Linked DNA regions of Mus musculus: all the other regions are linked to region 1. The links are chromatin contacts, called in public Hi-C and promoter capture Hi-C maps. All regions are on one chromosome and are shown on one strand. Each heading gives the region's core, a stretch centred on a gene start, on an enhancer-like site or on the middle of the called end of the contact. The rest is flanking DNA. Distances are from core to core; before and after follow the strand shown. Region 1 holds the start of Cfap298 (cilia and flagella associate protien 298). Region 2 holds the start of Cct8 (chaperonin containing Tcp1, subunit 8 (theta)). Region 3 holds the start of N6amt1 (N-6 adenine-specific DNA methyltransferase 1 (putative)).

Region 1 (4,095 bases), core at 1,148-3,647:
ATAGCACATCCATGATGCTGCTTTAAGGCTTTAGAGGCTATACCTCAAATTAGCTGTGGATTTTGTCTCCTGCACTGCCAGTATGCAACTGATCTTACGTTTATTAATTTTGTGGGAAAAAATACATGGAATTTTTACAAAAAAACAAAAACAAAAAACAAACAAACAAAAAAAAAACAAAACAACAAAAACATAGTATTTTGATATCATTAGTTAAGCCAGTCAGAAAACTCCCTAAGCTATTGTTTGGTCAGTTGGTTGTCAGTCAGCTGAAGTTAAAACATCCTTACCCATTAAGACTTAATGTTCTCTTTATATAAAAAGAGAGTTATGTGCTTACACCCACGTTCCTACATCTACCTACCTGAACCTTTAAAGATGTGTATTGTAAGATTAGAAAGGACGTATGGCTGCCCTCACCTCCGTGTAAAAGCACAGCAGGCTGCATCGCACTTCTCTCCTAGAGCAGATCTGTTAGGACAGAGCACCTTTGCAAATGCTCAGTGTTATCACAATCCTGTGTTTATAGAAGTAACTCTGCTGCAGCCATCACTCGCTGTTAGCAATAACTCTTGTGAGTTTTAGATCGTGCTTGTTGGGGTTCTAATCATTTCAACAGTAGTAGCTTTTAAACTGCAGTATTACTAGAGCAGTGTGCTTCAAAATGTGAATTAACTTGTTGAGATTGTGGCTGTAACATCTGTGTGAGTAGTGTGTATGGTATCCACTCCCCATTAGCAAGCTAATCCACTTTAGAAAACTGAAGCAGTGTGGATCGCAGCCCTGAGCAGTGACTCCCTCAGGTGTGAACCACTGTAATGTCTGCAGAGCAATAGCTCTGCCTTGTCAGGAAGTCTGGTAGCTGCTGAAACGCACAAAGCAAGTTAAAGTTTGCTACAAAGAACTCGACATCGTGTGTATTTGCCAGGTCTGGTCAAAGCAGAAAACAGACACTAAGAATCTCTGTGAGTCTCTGTTCTCTCTAGTAGATTGCTGTTTATATGTATGTAAGAGGTTTATCGCTTATGTGGCATACAGTATTTATAACTATATACTTTATAGAAGTACAGTATTAAAGTTGCTGGTATACATTCTGTACATATCTTGTGAGATGTGCTGTCATATGAAATAAATATGTCTTTATCACCAGCTGACTTCTTTACTCAAAAGGGAAGAGGTTTTTTTTTCTCTCTATGCATGTGTGCACTCCCACATTCGTGTGTGTGTGTGTGTGTGTGTGTGTGCACATAATACATGCAGGGAATAAGAGGTAGTTTATTCTGAAGCCAAATTTGAATGAATGACCATGACAGATTTGGGTTACCCCAAATTCCATGTTCACAAAGTTTTGTAGCTCTCTAAGACAAAGTCGTAAGTCATGGCAAGTTTAAAATACATTGGTGGAAATGCCAGAGAGGCATATACAGTAAGACGAAGTTTTTCTTTAGTTACCAGATGCTATTTGACGATATTCTTAACTTTTGGGTTAGTGAAAGCTACGTTTATAGATTTCAGAGCCTATATGCAAGTTATTTCTGACCCATAGGAGGGCAATGGACGTCTGTTCTAGGAGCTATAGCTAACAGAGACAAGGTAATCAGTCTGGACCCGCAGATTCACAGCCTCTCCACATCACTGCTGTTTTTATTACACAGCTTCTTTCCAGGAATTTCCATTGGCAAGTAAAAAATTTAATGTGCCATCACCACAAACAAACAAAAAACCCTCACCATTTAGCGAAACTATGAGTTTGAGATCATTTCAAAGCACAGGTTAATTTTCTTTGCTAATTTTCTTTACTCCTCTATTTGATTTTCTTCCATCCATTTGTTTTCTCTTTATAACACTAAAATGGGATCCTCAGCTGTGTCTGAGCGCCCTGGAAGAACAGCGCTGCGCCCGCTTGCCCTATCTGAGATTGTGGGGGACCGAGACTCCATGGGACGGGCGATAGACAGCTGTGGAACTAAATGAGCTCTGCACAGCAGCAGCGCTCCCCACTTTTTGACCGGAGACCCAAAGCAGAAGGCATTTCCGGAAGCGATCCGTGCCTGCGCGAAACCAGTCTGAGTTTGGCGGCGGCTATGCTCCCATAGTGCCCAGCGCTCGCTCTCATTCTTAATCCAGGAGTCGCCATGCTCCTCCAGCGGACATCTCCCGAGTCCCCGGACCGTCCGCACAGGCCTCTAGCTGTTAGTTTGGGTTTTGGTTGCCCGGGCAACAGCTACTTCCGGGAGCGGCGACTGTGCGGCCCGCACAACCTGTTCTTCAGCGCCTCCGGCCTTCCAGGCGCGAGTTCTAACTGGGCACGAGCTCAATGTTTGACTGTTGCCCCTGGCAACAGCCACTTCCGCGAGCGTGCGCCGTTTTCTTCATCCCTCCGGGCTGAAGCGTGAGCCGCGTTCCACGGTTCCTCCTCGGAGCAGCGGTTAATCTCAGGCTGGTGTGGGTCCGGCCGACCCGGCTCGGGCCTCGTGGTCCCTGCCCCGCAGCCTTGCCACCTCGGCGGCGCCTCTGGCGCAGCCATGGTTGTGCTGCACGTGAAGAGAGGCGACGAGAGCCAGTTCTTACTGCAGGCGCCCGGGAGCACGGAGCTGGAAGAGCTCACGGCGCAGGTGGCCCGCGTCTACAACGGGCGGCTGAAGGTGCACCGGCTCTGCTCAGGTGCGGAAAGGGAGGCCGGCGGCTTCGGGGTCAGGGGGCAGCGCCCGGGGTCGCGAGGATTTGGGGAGATTTGCCGTAGCCCGGGGTGGGAAAGGAGCATCAGGGTTGACCGGGGATGAAAGACCAACGGCTGGAGGAAACCCAGGCTCGCCAGCCAACCGCCGACTCGGAGGAGAGCAGCCGGGATGCCAAGTGAGGCTGAGCTAAGCCGGGATTTGGGCTTCCGGGAAGTGCGAACGTACTGGGTCGAAAGGTGGCGGGACGGAGCTGAGGGATCGGGGACGGTGGGAGTTGTCAAGGGTGAGGGTGGAGTGAGTGGTGGCTGCAGGGAAGGGGGACAGTTTGAGACGCTAAAAGCCCTGGCCCTTGAGTCTCTTCGCTTTGAAGCCGCCCATGAAAGTTCTCACCGGGAGAGCCTTGGTGTTGTTTTCTGTCTCCTAGGAAACACATGATTTTTACATTATAGAGAACGCCTTAAGACCCGTTTTATATATATAATCAAACTTAACTGCTTTCAAAGAAGGCTCAATATTAAATGACATATTAAAAGTAAAACATTTAGGGGGTGGGGGGAACCTCCGGGTCTTTAACATCATAAACCGAAAGTGTGGGGCAGCATGTAAGAACTGCATGGGTGAGCCAGGCGGTGGTGGCGCACGCCTTTAATCCCAGCACTTGGGAGGCAGAGAGAGGCGGATTTCTGAGTTCGAGGCCAGCCTGGTCTACAAAGTGAGTTCCAGGACAGCCAGGGCTATACAGAGAAACCCTGTCTCAAAAAAAAAAAAAAAAAAAAAAAAAAAACAAGAATTGCATGGGTGAATCTACACAGAGGTAGGCACTGAAGCAAATACCATGGAGGATCACTGCCCCTGGCCTGCGCCTCACGACTTGCTCAGCCTGCTTTCTCATACCACCCAGGACCACTTGCCTAGGGGTGATACCACCCGGAGAGTGCTACCCCCCCCCCCCTTACTGTCATTGAGAAAATGCCTTACCTACAGACTTGCCTACAAACAGTCTGAAATAGACATTTTCTCAGTTGAGGTTCCTTCTTCCTAGATACGTCTATGTTCATGCCAGGTCAACAAAAGCCAAGCAGAACCAATTGCTTCCTTGTCAACACCAATCGACATATCACCATGAAACCATAACCCTCTCCTTTTTGTTTATCCCCAAGACCTTATTAATATGGATATCTCAATATAAAACAAATTCCAACTTTCAGAAGTTCCACAGGCTTTTAAATTTTTTCACTTTAAAAATGCAGTCTCTTTCAAAGTTCAAACCTCTCTGTAATATCCATTACCGGGCACCTGTAAAAAGACCTAATCTCACTCCAAGAGGGAAGACCATGAGCGCACTCGCACTGGAAGGAGAACTGAAGTGCAGCCCTGTGAAGCTCGCTGTCAGAGGTGCGGGACTCAGGGTCTT
Region 2 (4,237 bases), core at 1,101-3,600, 3.4 Mb after region 1:
TTGAGAAAAATGCCTTACAGTTGGATCTAACGGAGGCATTTTCTCAAAGGCGGCTCCTTCCTCTCTAATGACTCTAACTTGTGTCAAGTTGACACTCAAAACCAGCCAGTACATAGCGTTTAACCCAAATTACACAAAATTAACAAATCTCCGTTCAAAAGGAATAATTGGCAATTAAAAACTAAGTCTTTGATGAATTAACACATAGTTGATTGGAATTGCTTTTAATTCTTCCCATTTCCCACTTGTGCAAGGTCGACTTTTACTTTAAACTTTTGATGAAAATTTATCCACTGTCTTGAACTCGTTTAGTTTTTCAGGATCTAGTTATCAATTTTTGCCAAGATTTAGATCCTCTTAGTTACTTTTAACAAATCAGGTATAATTTTAAATCCCCTCTCACTATTTTGTGTCAGTTATACCCATAAGTGATGCTGAGACAACGGGTTTTAGTTTTTCCTAGCAAATCCATGAGGGAATCTTCGACTGTCTTACCTCTCAGGTGTCATGTACTTTGCAGACATAGAATCCACATAGAAGTTTAAACAGAGTCACCCAATGATTGTTTTTAATGGGTATCGTAGTAACCATTGATTGTTAATATTATAAATCAAACTATTTAACATTAATATAAAAATATAGCAGTGAACACTGAAGGCTAACATAACATTATTGAAAATGTCTCTCTTGAGGACTGATATTCTCAATTTTTTCCCCAAATATTTTATATGTGGCTTAGTGGACGACAAAGAGTGTAAGTGGCTCCTTGTGCTTTTCACATTCATACTGTGACATACTGAACACCCAGCAGGCCTTCACAGCTCCCCACAGGAAGAGGAGACAGCTCTGTATTACTATGAAAACACTTGCGTAGTCATGGGCCCTGAAAGGGCGTTGGAGAGCCTCGGAGGTGTCAAAACCAATCTTTGAGAACCACTGAACGTTTGCTCTGTCTTCCAATATAATTGGCTCACTTACCTTGTGTTCGGTGACAAGAAAGTATTTTCATGGTTACATTTTTTTTTCCTTTTTCTTTTCTTTTCTTTTTCTTGGATATTTTCTTTATTTACATTTCAAATGTTTTCCACTTTTCAGGTCTCCCCTTCGGAAACCCCCTATCCCATCCCCACTCCTCCTGCCTCCATGAGGGTGCTCCCCCACCCACCCACTCCCATCCTCCCACCCTGGCATTTCCCTACAAATGGTGCATTGAACACCCTAAGGCCTGAGGGCCTCTCTTCCCACTGATGTACAACAAGGCCATCCTCTGCCACATATGTGGCCAGTGCCATGGGTTGCTCCATGTTTAGTCTTTGGTTGGTTGTCCTGTCCCTGGGAGCTCTAGGGGAACTGGCCTGTTGACACTGTTGCTCCCTCCATGGGGCTCCAAACCCCTTCAGCTCCTTCAGTCCCATGGTTACATATTTAAAATGTTTAATAGAAAAAAAAATTGCAGTTGATAGTACGGTTGCAATTATGAGTCTGTCCCAATGTAAAGAAAATCTTAATTTCTCTATGTCCAACGACTCACCAAAGCGTTTCATATTTTTCTGCAAGGGCAGGAGATGCTTCCATTTTTTTGTATTTTTTTATTGTAAGAGTGTTTTACTTTCTCTATGAAGTTATTCTATTTACATAGAAATGTTTGTGAAAAAGATTCTGGGGGAGTAGAGAATATCTATATAGATATATAGATATAGATAAAGTGGTTAACTATTCCCACTTTGTAATCTGCCCATCTAGGGTAGAAATCGTCGCTGTAATATCTATTGGCCTGGTGACCTCTGCGTACCACTGAATTGTGGTTATCAACTTCCCTTCCATAAAATGGAGATTAATATTCATTCTTAAATTTGACCAATAACAAAGATAACTGCACTTAAGCAAACCGCTTAGCTCTGCTACGCACGTGCAGTCCACGCGTTGCAATCCTCCATGCTATTTCAAAGATCACCTTCGAGCCTTCAGTGCTTCCCAGTGACCAACACAGAGGATGTCCATTGGTAGTTTATAGGGGCGAGGGCGGGTGAGCTTGGAGAAGAAAAGGCTAACCTGCCCCGGTGCTGGGTCTGCAGGATTAAGTTTAAGTGAAGGATAAGACGTTGGGTGTCCGCCACCGAAATATCACAAGCCAAACGTCCTAACCAAAGTTTACTCATTAACTTAGGACAAGGGACACGAAGGGAGCATGCACGCTCTGGGTTCGGCCTGATCGTCCGCTTTGATCGGGAATCGGCAGATCAGGTCTGTCTGCTGGAACCTCTGGTTCTCGCGATATTTCAGAGACGCTGCAGGTTGAAGGGGCGGGGCGACCGGAAGTAGGGGGACGCGAGGCGGCGCCGAGGCCCATTCCCAGCAGGCAGTGCGCGGCGCCCCTTGCTTCCTCGGCGTCTCGGAGCGAGCGCGTGAGCGGTGGACTGCGGCCGAGCCATGGCGCTTCACGTCCCCAAGGCCCCGGGCTTTGCCCAGATGCTCAAGGATGGAGCCAAAGTAGGTGGCGTGGAGGGACTGTACGGTGGGAGGGTGGGTCTGCGCCTGTGGCGACCGCGACAGGCCTGCGGGCGGGCGGCCGCGCCGCGATCGGGATGGAGAAGGTTCTAGAAAGGGAAGCGTGCTCTGGATGCCGGCTCGCTGGAACTGGTGGGCATTTCTGTTATTCCCCCGGCGGCTTCGGGTTTGCATCCCAGCTCCCCACGCCCCTGTCTGCGGCATGGAGCCCACGGGCGCCGCCCTTAACGCGAGCTGGCGATGCGTTAATGAACTTGGACGGAATTGGTAACGGGTGGTTGGAGGGCCGGGGATTGTAGGATGGAGATGACACGAGTCCGGCATGGTCACTCCTGGGCCTGCCCTTGGTTGCTTCCTTCCAGACACGTCCGATCCCCACTGCTCTACTGAAAACTCTCCTCTGGACGTTCTGTTTCCTTTACCTTTTCTGAGTTGAGACCGGGCCGAAGGCTGTTAACTGTCTTTTCACTCTGACTGTCCGATGTCGTAGCCTACAGGATAAATGAAGCCCCACCCCAGATCGAATAGGCCGTAGTTTCAGGAGTGATTTTTTTTTTTTTTTTAAAGCGGTCACATTGCTTATGGAGCGATTTGTCCTGAGTTCCCCAAGCTGCCAGATAACGTTTGTTTTGTCTTTCATATTTTTACAAGTTGTAGAAATAGCGGATTCTTAGCAGTACAGAGAGGTGGTGTCCCCTTTGTAGTGATAACTGGCATACTGAATGGATGTCAGGGCTTAATGTAAGTTAGTAAGTTCTGCAAATGACACTGTTAACCTTTTGAGGGGTAGCAACAGCTTCCAGTTTCCATCTTTTCCTCCATCACTCTGGCTGAGGACATGATACATTTAAAGGATTTCTGTCACAGGCTAGCATTTCAGCACAGAGATACTTTGTGTAAATCGGTACTGATGGAGGCTATAGTGAAGACAAGTTTTTTTAAAGTACCCCCATCCCCCAAATTTAGGTTAAAAGCTAGTACTAGTAGGCTGGGATTGTAGTTTAATGGTAGATTGCTTTCTTGTGTTCAATCCCTGGAAAAGGCAGAAGGAAGAATAGTTGTTATTTAGCTAGGTGAGTAATAATCTGCCAAGTAGGAGCTATTGATTATCCCATTAGTTTACAGATAGGAAAGAGAGCCAGGCCCAGTGGGGGAAACTGAGGCTGTCTGATGACTGCCTGTGTGATCCTGGCTGTTTCTTAGAAGCATACTCAACAGAGGTATCCTGCGGTAGAAAACTCTTAACTTGGTTATCATGCCTAAGCAGACATTTTCTTTTTCAGCATTTCTCGGGATTAGAAGAGGCTGTGTATAGAAATATACAGGCCTGCAAGGAGCTTGCTCAGACTACTCGCACAGCGTACGGACCAAATGGTAATGACCAAGTTCAGGCTGTGTGGTGTGACTGTTAGCGTAGAGAGCGGGCCTCACGTGTTTTATGGTCGGTGGCATTGATGTGCCTCTCACTTTCAGTCAGGAATGCAGCTTTCTGGGAAAAGAGAAATTGGAAACGATGCTGTTACCCTGTTAGGTCCTAGGGAAGTCCAGCATCCTCACTAGTGGCCAGTACTATTGTGGAAAGGCTCAGCAGTCTGCAGAAAACAGCACGGCATCAGGAAGCTCTTCCTTCCCTTTAACCACCAGTTGAATTAGAGATGCACACAAAGAGATTACGGAAGAAACCAAATGTGTTTCTAAGCATATTGATTTTAGTGTTAATTCCTGTTTA
Region 3 (4,298 bases), core at 1,561-4,060, 3.6 Mb after region 1:
GCTCACCAAATCTGTGATCACTGGCTGAACATGGACTCTGTTACAGCGTGCTGTTTCCAAGGTACATGCGGCTGCCTCAGGGTTGATATCAGTGCACCTATCAACGCGAGACAGAGGGAAAGATCAGGAGGATGTCTGGAAGCAGACAGTGTACCAGCAGACTCCTGCTGGGGTAAAGTTAGGAATGCTTTCTTAACTCGAACATGGTGTTGGGAAAAAAAAATCCAGAATGTTTTCATAATGGCAAAGAAAAAGCAAGCAAAGGCTTGTTATAACAAAGGCAAGCATTGCTGAAAAATCTGCCCACACTCATCTGAAACGGCCAGCAAATGAAAAGGGAAAGAGATCGCTGCCCGGACACTGCCACACAAACGACATAGGCGGTAACGAGCTGCAAGAAACACATTTGTCCCACGTATGGTAAAATCTTCTGCTGTTTCCTCCTGGCTTTTGTATTCTCAAGTTCTCTGCAAGGACATTCAACTTTGCACCTATTTTACAACAGACAAACTGTTTACCTGAGAACGATTAAAAGTAGAGATAGCATAAAGTTGTGTTGCTTCTAAAATCACACAGCACGAAGGAGTGAACGGGAGGCTACAGCTGGGGGCCAGCATAAGCTGTGACTTGAGTCCTCACTATCAGAGACGTATTGTCTATTTAAAATGTTCCACTTGAGCTGCTGCAGTCACAGAGACCCAGGAGGGGTGGAGGAACATCACATACTCACATGTATAAGGCCCGAGGACCTATCATGGAGGCCAGGAATGCAGACACCACACCAGATCCTGCTCCTACTTCAAGGCATATTTCCACTCTAACAACAAAAACAAAGTATTTAGTTCCTTCTTATGAAGATAATTCTTCATGGAAGACAACTCTCATGCCATATAATGTATTTCCCCAGCACCATCACTCACTTGCAAATATGTGGGAATAAAAGGGATTTACCATTTCTGGCAACTACTTAGTGCTTATTATTTCATAGCTCAAGCATGCTAATAGTTTAGGTGTGTACAGTATTTAAATTGAAGTACTTAAATAAACCCAGCAGCATATCCTAGGGTTTGCTAAAAGCCTTCCATCTACCTAGATACATGAATAACAAAGACCTCTCTCCCTACGAGAGTACTGTGTTGGGCAAGTACTTCAGTGTCTGATCTTAGAATGCCAATAATCTTAGCTTTCTAAATTTAAAAATCTTATATAACTTTCCAATAAATGTATTTCCTTTGATCACTATCAGTGTGTCAAAAGCACTACTTAATTTCCATGACTGATTGGCCTGATGACATTTACAAGATTTTTCTGTCACTTAACTGTTCAAACAACTCAAGAAGAAGTTACAGTATTTCCTTTTTACCTTTAGAATCAGCCACATATCTATGTGACCCACATAACAGGACACGCAAGCCACTAGTGGGTCATAGTAAAGTCTGTGAATCTTACCAGGTGCCTTCTTTATGGAAATAATCATTACGGTCTCAAAAATAACTAGAATTCCTAGCCTTTGTAACAAGGTCAGCTCTATTACAGCATACGAAGCAATGCAATTTGTAGCTGTAAATTTTTCTGAGCTGTTTTGAGCATTCAAGTTACAATTCAGTGCTCCACGAGATATTCCAGTAGCTCAAAATGCTCCACCATCTATGAAGAAAGACTGGTTTTATAGGCAGAAAAAAAGTGACAATATAAATAAACATGATGGCTATTTCGTTCTGGAGACACCCAGTAGGAATCTTGGCCATTAAGTTAATGACCCATATTCTTTCGGCAAACTATTTTATTAGAGTGATTATATGTATGTGTGCAGAATGGTCCTCAGCATTGTAACTGAACCTCCAAGAACAACCTGTAGTAGTTTCTGAGGCCGGAACTCAGGTCTGCAGGCTTGACAGCGAGTGCCTTTACCAGCTGAGCCATCTTTCCCGTTCTCAGCTCAAATTCTTTTCTCAGAAAAGTTAACATGTGGGCATTTACTATTTATGTCAATTAAAGCTATGGCCAATCCTTCAACAAATCAGGCTAGTGAAAATCCTACCGGCGGAGGCACGTGACTATTTAAACCTTCCCTAATAGTTCTAACCACATGCAACTAAAATTCTAACAGTTCAATTAAAAAACAAAACAAAACAAAAAAATCCCAGTTGCAATAACACTTTAAGTGCTCAGACGGCTAGTGGTTGTTCCTTGACTAGGTTGAGTGAATTTAATAGTTCACTGATCCTTATGTGTTCTTCCTTTGCTAGAGGATGTTATTCTTGCACTAAGGCGAGTTTTACATATTCACTTAAAAAAATTAAAATAGAAAATTAGGAAAGTTTTGGGACATCTTGCTTCTGGTTGCTAAACTCCGGCTGCTCCTCAGAGGCGCGTTTACATTCTTCAGATTAACAGCTAAAAGGCAGGGCAGGGTGACCTTGAAGCCGCAGGAACATCTGAGCGATGCTCTAACCCCAGCCCGCCGGACACGCCTCCTTTACCCCTCTCTGCTGTCAATCACCAGAAAGTAGGCCGGCCCACCACTTCCGGAGGAGGGCGGCAAGTTCCGGCTTCCGCCTCCCGGCCACCCCGTTCTCTCCCCCTGAGGCGCGCACCCTCCTCGCACCCTGCTAGCTCGGCCGCCGCCGCCTCGAGCGCGTCCAGTAACAGGAACGTGTCCTCCGCTGGCTCGTACACGTCGCGGAAGGCTCCGCGACCCACGTGCCCGTACAACGGCGTGGGGACACTCGGCGCCGCCATCTTTTCCCTTCCGCTTCCTATGGGCGGGCGTTGAGTACGCACGCGTCAGGCTTGCTGCGCATGCGCTTTTGTCTTACACTGGGTGGCGTTTGGGGTGAAAGAGCTTGTTGGGCTCTCTGGAACTTTTAAGCAACCTCTAACATCCGTTTTCAACTTGTGCTTACTTTTATCGGCTACCCTAATATTGAGCATCGTCAGTTATTTTGTACTAAGGTGACTGCTTTATTCTAATGACATTTGGAAAGTTTCTTCCCTTTTAAACTTGTAAGCACTTGCAAAAATAGTGTTTACAAAATTTATTGTTTTTTAAGCAACTGAAATGTAAATACCCATCTATAAGATTATGACTACTTTTATTTGCTTAATTTTGTTATACAGATTCTCACTGTCTTGGAATTTACTATGTAGGCCAGTCTGGCCAGGAACTCATAGTGATCCTCCACCTGCCTCTGTCTCCTGAGTGCTGGGACTATAAAAGCTGTGGCACCATGCCCAGCTTTTATGACTTTTAATTTTTATTTTGTATTTGACAATATTATACATGGATAACACTTTCATTCATTGAAATTATAGTTTGGGCTGGGCTGTGGTGGCTCTTGCCTTTAATCCCAGCACTCTGGAGACCGAGGCAGGCAGATCTCTGCTTGTTCTACAAAGAGAGTTCCAGGACAGCCAGGGCTACATAAAGAAATCCAGTCTCCGAAAAACAATGAAACAAAACAGAGACAATGGTTTGGAGGGCTGGGGAAGTGCTCAGGGGTTGAGACCTTGTACTGCACTTGAAGAAGACAAAAGTTTGGTTTCCTGCACCTTTGTTTGGTGGCTCACAACTCCCTATAACCCCAGCTCCAGGTTGTTGCTCTTCCTGCGTCAGTGTCACTGTTGTGCCCATACATACAGGCAAAAAAATAACATACAGAAAATCATAGTCTTTAAAAAAATGTAAGGGGCTGGAGAGATGGTTCTGGAATAAGGCTATTATTGAGGACTAGAATTTGGTCCCCAGTACCCACAGCAGGTGGTTCACAAACAGAGTAACTCCAGTTCCTGGGAGTTAAATCTTCTGTTCTCTGGCGGCATCACAAATACAGACTTGAAAATGGCAAGAAAGCTCTGCTGGTAAAAGGCAGGTAGGTGCTGCCAAACCTGAGCACATGGAGCAGGTCCCTGAGACTCACACAGTGGAAGGAGAAAACCTATTCTTAGAGTTCTCAGACCTCCAAGGGTATGGCAGCATACATGTGCACACATGCACAAACATCTAAATATAATACGGAAATATTTTTTTAGAGTGTCATGTGCCGCGAGAATTTGTTATTTTCACATGCATCCTTAAAATGTCTTTGGCATACAAGCAATGAAATGAAATAGCCGTTCTTTCTCAGTTGTTTCCCAGAGGATTTGTTTTTATGTATGTGAAGGTTGACTTTGCTCCAGGTTTGTCTGTTGCAATTCTTGAGACTGACATCCTTAGTGTTCTCCCACTGCTGTACACACAGTTCCTGGTGGGAGATCTGTTAGTGGACATACGGTTCAGTTTCTCTGGATAGTGCCCC

The links. Promoter capture Hi-C pulls out the DNA fragments that hold promoters and counts their contacts. A called contact is a pair of places that touch in the nucleus more often than the background predicts.
Region 2: a Hi-C map of regulatory T cells shows a contact between it and region 1, with 8 times the contacts expected there. The contact joins the promoter of Cct8 here to the promoter of Cfap298 in region 1. A contact is called at or near these places in 2 of 484 Hi-C or Micro-C datasets (cortical neurons and regulatory T cells).
Region 3: a promoter capture Hi-C map of pre-B cells shows a contact between it and region 1. The contact joins the promoter of N6amt1 here to the promoter of Cfap298 in region 1.

The regions. Positions count from the first base shown.
Region 1 is chr16:90,933,151-90,937,245 of GRCm38.p6, reverse strand. It overlaps Cfap298 (cilia and flagella associate protien 298), which reads left to right and starts at 2,397. Exons shown (of 7, transcript NM_026502.2): 1 at 2,397-2,664. The coding sequence starts at 2,526. Synj1 (synaptojanin 1) reads left to right here. Exons shown (of 32, transcript NM_001164483.1): 32 at 1-1,149.
Region 2 is chr16:87,493,982-87,498,218 of GRCm38.p6, reverse strand. It overlaps Cct8 (chaperonin containing Tcp1, subunit 8 (theta)), which reads left to right and starts at 2,350. Exons shown (of 15, transcript NM_009840.3): 1 at 2,350-2,490; 2 at 3,792-3,882. The coding sequence starts at 2,431. B130034C11Rik (RIKEN cDNA B130034C11 gene) reads right to left here and starts at 2,146. Exons shown (of 3, transcript NR_040375.1): 1 at 1,910-2,146.
Region 3 is chr16:87,352,697-87,356,994 of GRCm38.p6, reverse strand. It overlaps N6amt1 (N-6 adenine-specific DNA methyltransferase 1 (putative)), which reads right to left and starts at 2,810. Exons shown (of 6, transcript NM_026366.2): 1 at 2,609-2,810; 2 at 731-817; 3 at 7-97. The coding sequence starts at 2,742.